2 separate regions of the Mus musculus genome follow, and region 1 is linked to region 2. The links are chromatin contacts, called in public promoter capture Hi-C maps. All regions are on one chromosome and are shown on one strand. Each heading gives the region's core, a stretch centred on a gene start, on an enhancer-like site or on the middle of the called end of the contact. The rest is flanking DNA. Distances are from core to core; before and after follow the strand shown. Region 1 overlaps Srgap2 (SLIT-ROBO Rho GTPase activating protein 2). Region 2 overlaps Srgap2 (SLIT-ROBO Rho GTPase activating protein 2).

Region 1 (2,857 bases), core at 50-2,549, 87 kb before region 2:
CATATAATAATAAATAAATAAAAATCTAAAAAAAAAAAAGTTTCCAGAGTGATTCTGAAACACTGTTCACAGCACTGTATGTTGCTTATTTGACTAGAGCTTTTCCACCTGTAGATTGTGATCCCTTTGCAGGGCAGGTTATGAAGACTGTTTCTTTAAAAACTTAAATGAAATAATTTTTTTAAGCACAGAAAGAATAAAAGAAAATTGTATATAGAAAACAAATATAACTGCATCAAAAAATTTAAGAGTGATTGTACACATCACATGTATGTGCTCTGTTTTGTATATGTGCATACTTGGTCAGGGTGTACCACTTATCATGGGGGCTTGACCAGAAAGAGTTCAAAAAAGTTATACTTGCTTATTATAAGACTATGGAAGATAGAAATGAATGCCTTCCAAGGAATATTTGTTATTTTTCTATCAACTATCAAAGCAAGGAAGGAAGAATTTGCTTTGGCTTATGATTTTAAGGGATACAGTTTATCATGGTGGCAGGGAGCTCCATGACAGTCGGAGCATGAGTCTAAGACCCCTTAGCTCTTGCCATTTCAGTGGCTGACATTCAGCTGATTTCCTCCTCATGCCCTTTGTTTTCAATCTGGGGCCCCAGCTCATGGGATAGGGGCTACCCATACTCAGGCTGTGTCTGTCCCCTCAATTAATCCTCTCTGGAAGCACCCTCATAAAGACACACTCAAAAAGATGTGATGCACAATGCCTAGTTGTTTCTAAGGAAGTTGGGGAAAATCAAAATTAACTATCACAGAAGATAATATTTTGATAAAATAAGAGTGAGTAGTCCTTCCAGTGGTATTTTTACTTTAAAAATGCTGGATTGGGTTTGCTGCTCTTCTGTGAAAGTGGACATGATGGTTAATATTATCAACTTGACTATCTGTAAAATCACCTAGGAGACTATCTTCTGCAAATATTTATGAAGGAGGTCTAGATTGTTAGCCTCCAGGCGTGCCTGTGAGGGATTATTCAGATTGAGTTAACTGAGGTAGGAAGACCTGCGCATTCTGAGTAGCACAGTTCCATGGGCTGTAGTCCTGGACTAAAGAAAAAAGACAAATTGTACTGAGCAATCCTTCTTCCTTGCTTCCTGACTGTGCAGCATGACCGGCTGCCTCATGACAAGCCCTTCTTCCATTAACTTGCTTCAAACGTTTGGTTGGAGAAATGAGAAAAGGAATTAAGATATTGGAAGTTCTTGTGCCAGAACATCATGCTGCCCAGATCAGCAGGAACTAAACTTGTTGCTTCTCTTTGCACAAAGAATTGTGCAATTTCCAGTGGGAACTCCCTGCTGGAGGTGGAGAAGCAAGGAAAAGAAGAGTGGAGAACGAGCCAGATACACAGAAATCTTTATTATACGTCTTTGCTAACCTAGCACCTGCATATGGTTAACTCTGAGACTTTGTTGGAATCTTCCAAAGAGTCGTTGTTGAAGATAGGGAAGGCATAACCTATTTTCATTAATTTCAGTTCAACATTTATACCAGTTTTGTGGTATATTCCTGGGGTTGTGAAAATAAGACATGGTGTTAGATTTGAGGTGCTTCTAACCTAGCTGGGAAACAAATGTCAGTTGCCAGTTACCTTCCAGTGTGCTGAATGTCAGAATTGTTCAAGATGCTACAGAGTGAGATCATAAAGTAGAGGAATTATGCTGTAAGGTGTTTTTTTTTGTTGTTGTTTTTGTTGTTGTTTGTTTTTTTTTTCCTGAAAACTGTGCCATTAAATAATAAAGATCTAGGGGCCAAGGAAATGGTGGCTCATTGATTAAGAGTGCATGCTGCTTTTGCAAAGGACCCAGGTATACATGTGGTGTACACACATACATGTAGACACTCACACATATACCTAAAATAAAACAAATAAATCTTAAGAGACTCAAAATAGGGATTTTCTTTATACAATTTGGGTAAGTCTACTCTGCTGAAAAAGAAAATGAAATTTCTGAGGCACTTAGTCTGTCTAGTCCAGTCATGGTGCTCACTGGTTTGTGTCTTTAATTTATTTCTGATGTTTTGTTAAATATTAAAATCAGTTTGGGACCTTTGTCACTGCCAACATCAAGATGGCTGGGAAAATCTCCACCTTCCTCAAGAATGACTGGGCGAAGGAGCCGCTGCTGGTAGTGTTCATCTCTGTCTGGGGCCTCGCTATAATTATCCCCATGGTTAGCCCACAACACCAAGTATGCTGCCATGATCAATCAGGCCACACCCTACAACTACCCAGTGCTTATGAGAGATAATGGGAACATGCCTGATATGTCCAGTCACCCACAGGAGCCTCTGGGCCCAAGTCTGCAATGGCTGAAGGACCTGTGAATGCTTCTGCTGGTGGAAGAGGCCCCTTCCCTGTTACCCTCTAACAAAAAAATGTGAACACCCCCCCCAGCAAAATCAGTTTTGACATAATCCTTGCCCAGTCTAGAGATGTATAAGATCATTTTAATTATTTTTCTTATAATGCCTTTTAAAAATAAAAGCATATACTAGGAGCTTGAGTATCTTTTTCTGATGGAACCCACAGTACTCTGCTTTTATTTTCTTGATCTTTAGTATCAGCAGTAACTTTTTAAGACTTGTGAAATCATGACTAATTCTGCAATAAGTAATACCACCATAAGTCCCATACTCTATTCAGGGACTTTAACTCCAGGCCTTCCAGTGTAAAGTTGATTGACTTCTGTCAGCTCTATTAGCCTAAGCCTGGCGTATGACTGTGTGAGTTGACTGAATCCAGACTTAAACTTTGATGTTTTGTATTTGGTTTTAATTTTATTTAGTTCAGTGTTTTTTATTCTTAGCTGACTTGGCTCTGAATATGCCCATCTATG
Region 2 (2,700 bases), core at 51-2,550:
TTTGTTCTCTCCTGCCACCTTGTGGGATCTGGGGATCAAACTCAGGTCATTAGGCCTCTCTACTCAGCCATCTCCCAGCCCTGAGACCTCTATGCTTAGTCTTCAGACCAGTATTGGCGATGGCTTCTGTGGCCACCATGAGCCCATAGTTAATAGAGAGCATAAAGCCTAGCATCCACATGCAGAATCAGTGCGTGTGCTGCTCCCTGCTTTGAGGTGAATTATTATACTTAAGATTCATCAAGTCCCAAATAAGGCTTAGCTATTTACATCTAAATGGAAAAAGAAAAACAGAAGACACCAGGAACTTCCAGAGAGGACAGAACAGACTCTGGTACACTGAGCCTTATACATGGTGGCCTCCCCCATTCCTACAAAGTAGAATGTGTGTCAGTGTCTGCTGATGTTTTTAGTTGTCGTGACTGGAGGATCCTACAATGTACAGAACAATTTGCCGCAATAGTTATCAAGCTCCAAAAGCACGGGTGTGCTGAGCCTAGACTGCTAAATTAGACACCTGAGAATCTGTCCTGCTCTGACTACTAGATGCATGCACTTGGAAGTCATGCACTGCAAGTCAGCATGATGATAAAAGTTGGTGGGAAGTTTGTTGTTTTCCACCCAGCAATTCCCCAGAAGCAGCAGCAAGTGACATGCTCTGATACCTGTATGCCATATGGCTGACAATGATTGAGGAATTCATATTTTCAAAATATGAGACTATATAAATTTGAAGGACCAAATAAATTTGAAGATTCTGTATAGATTATTAGGAAAGTTACAGACTAGAATTAAAAGTTGTTGTTTATGTAGGGTGAGAATATCTTAGGACTGGTCTGAGATTTGGGTGACTATATATCCTTTTTGCTGATTAGCCTAGTGCTCATGAAGAGAGAGAGAGCCACATTTTATTCAATACTTGAGAAGCAGAGGCAGGTTGAGTTCAAAGTCAGTCTGTTCTACATCGTGAGTTCCAGGCCAGCCAGTGTGACACAGTGAAACCTTCTCTTAAACATCGTGAGTTCCAGGCCAGCCAGTGTGACACAGTGAAACCTTCTCTTAAACATCGTGAGTTCCAGGCCAGCCAGGGTGACACAGTGAAACCTTCTCTTAAACATCGTGAGTTCCAGACCAGCCAGGGTGACACAGTGAAACCTTCTCTTAAACATCGTGAGTTCCAGGCCAGCCAGGGTGACACAGTGAAACCTTCTCTTAAACAGTTTCCTAGGACATATTTTTAGTGCTGAATTGGTAGTCTTGAGGAGAGCAGGATGTTAGTCACCCTACATGAGATAGTGGCTTCCTCAAGCAGGAACTTGATACTACCATGTGCTGCTAGCTTTGGAAAGCTATTTGCCATATATATACTCTTTGGGCATTAGGAAGAAATACGGAGAGTTTCTTCTAAAGAGCATTTCCCTATTTGCTCTATTTAAGAAAACAGGAAAGAACTGCTTTCACTGATCCTGTCAGCAGTAGAAATCATATGTGGCCAGGCATTGGTGGTGCACACCTTTAATCTCAGCAATTGAGAGGCAGAGCCAGGCAGATTTCTGAGTTTGAGGCCAGCCTGGTCTACAGAGTGATTTCCAGGACAGCCAGGGCTACACAGAGAAACCCTGTCTCAAGGGGGAGGGGGGGAAAGAAAGAAAGAAAGAAAGAAAGAAAGAAAGAAAGAAAGAAAGAAAGAAAGAAAGAAAGGAAGGAAGGAAGGAAGGAAGGAAGGAAGGAAGGAAGGAAGGAAGGAGAGAAGAGAAGAGAAGAAAAGAAAGAAAGAAATCATGTGTGATTTGTGGGTCATTGAAAGAAGAGATGAAGACCACTGTATTTTTCAGTGGTCTTCTTGCAGTTGCCCCTAACACCCATGAATACTTCTTTTGAGGGAACCAATTACTCAAGGGTTGATCATCTAAGTACTTTTAAACTTTGATGAGCCAAGAGGCAGAGCCCAGGTAGCTCTAAATAAAGATGCCTTTGAACAAGAGATCCAGAACCCCATGATAAGTAGCCAGCTATTCCTCTGCACCTTCTTCTTCTGCCTGAAGGGGCTTTGATTTCCCTGAGTTAGCATTATGTGCCAGGGGGAGTTTCCCACAGCTGTTCTCCCAGAGAGCAATCCCAGAGATTCTTGCACATATGTATGCTGGTCCATTATCCCCCTCTCCATCACAATGAGCTGGCTAGCTTGTAAGCCATAGTAAAGTGGTTTTCATTTTCTTTCTCATGTTGTAGGAATGCCTTTGAAGTCAGAGTGCAGTACTTCCTAAAGAACTCTTGGATTGATTGTCTGCCTCAATTGTACAGAGAGGCAGTGTCTGGAAAACCCAGGAAGCCCCTACAGGAAAGAGTATATATGGAGACAGGGAAGCCACATGGATTGGCCATGAAGAGTCAAAGAAACAGTAACATGAGAGAGGGCGGGGAGAGAGATAGTGAGACACTCTGGGGCTATCTTTACTCCAGAGGTTTTATGCTTCTGTATTATCTCTGAAGATGTCTTCTTGACTTGGTGCAGCAGCTGGTTGCAGGGCTGTTTCAAATTGAAATTCAGCACCTGTTCCCTTGAATCAGTGTCAGCTAATAGTCCCCTGATACTGTTTGTCTATTTGACCCTGGCATTAGGCACTAGCCATATAAAGACAAATAAGAGTTAGTGCTAAACTCAGGACATTTGGTTTTAATATGGAGTGGGGGTGCAGC

Evidence for each region. Capture Hi-C pulls out chosen DNA fragments and counts their contacts.
Region 1: a contact with region 2 is called in a promoter capture Hi-C map of adipose tissue. The contact joins two enhancer-like sites. A contact is called at or near these places in 1 of 15 datasets of contacts at CTCF or cohesin (CD8 T cells), 2 of 484 Hi-C or Micro-C datasets (both in bone marrow-derived macrophages), 7 of 115 datasets of contacts at active chromatin or transcription factors (the 230-238 cell line, CD8 T cells, the HPC-7 cell line and 4 more) and 3 of 9 other capture datasets (adipose tissue, liver and pancreatic islet).

Annotation. Positions count from the first base shown.
Region 1 is chr1:131,446,928-131,449,784 of GRCm38.p6, reverse strand. The region is part of intron 2 of Srgap2 (SLIT-ROBO Rho GTPase activating protein 2); the gene reads left to right. It also overlaps the pseudogene Gm29487. Among named protein-coding and RNA genes, the nearest start is that of Srgap2, 79 kb to the left of the region's middle. Within about 2 kb of position 1,299, at least 34 of the 459 cell types and tissues checked have an H3K27ac peak or open chromatin away from gene starts, as enhancers often do. A contact at or near this core is called in adipose tissue and bone marrow-derived macrophages, where this site is marked.
Region 2 is chr1:131,359,606-131,362,305 of GRCm38.p6, reverse strand. The region is part of intron 5 of Srgap2 (SLIT-ROBO Rho GTPase activating protein 2); the gene reads left to right. The region is part of intron 3 of Gm51644 (a long non-coding RNA gene); the gene reads right to left. Among named protein-coding and RNA genes, the nearest start is that of Ikbke, 81 kb to the right of the region's middle. Within about 2 kb of position 1,300, at least 15 of the 459 cell types and tissues checked have an H3K27ac peak or open chromatin away from gene starts, as enhancers often do. A contact at or near this core is called in adipose tissue and bone marrow-derived macrophages, where this site is marked.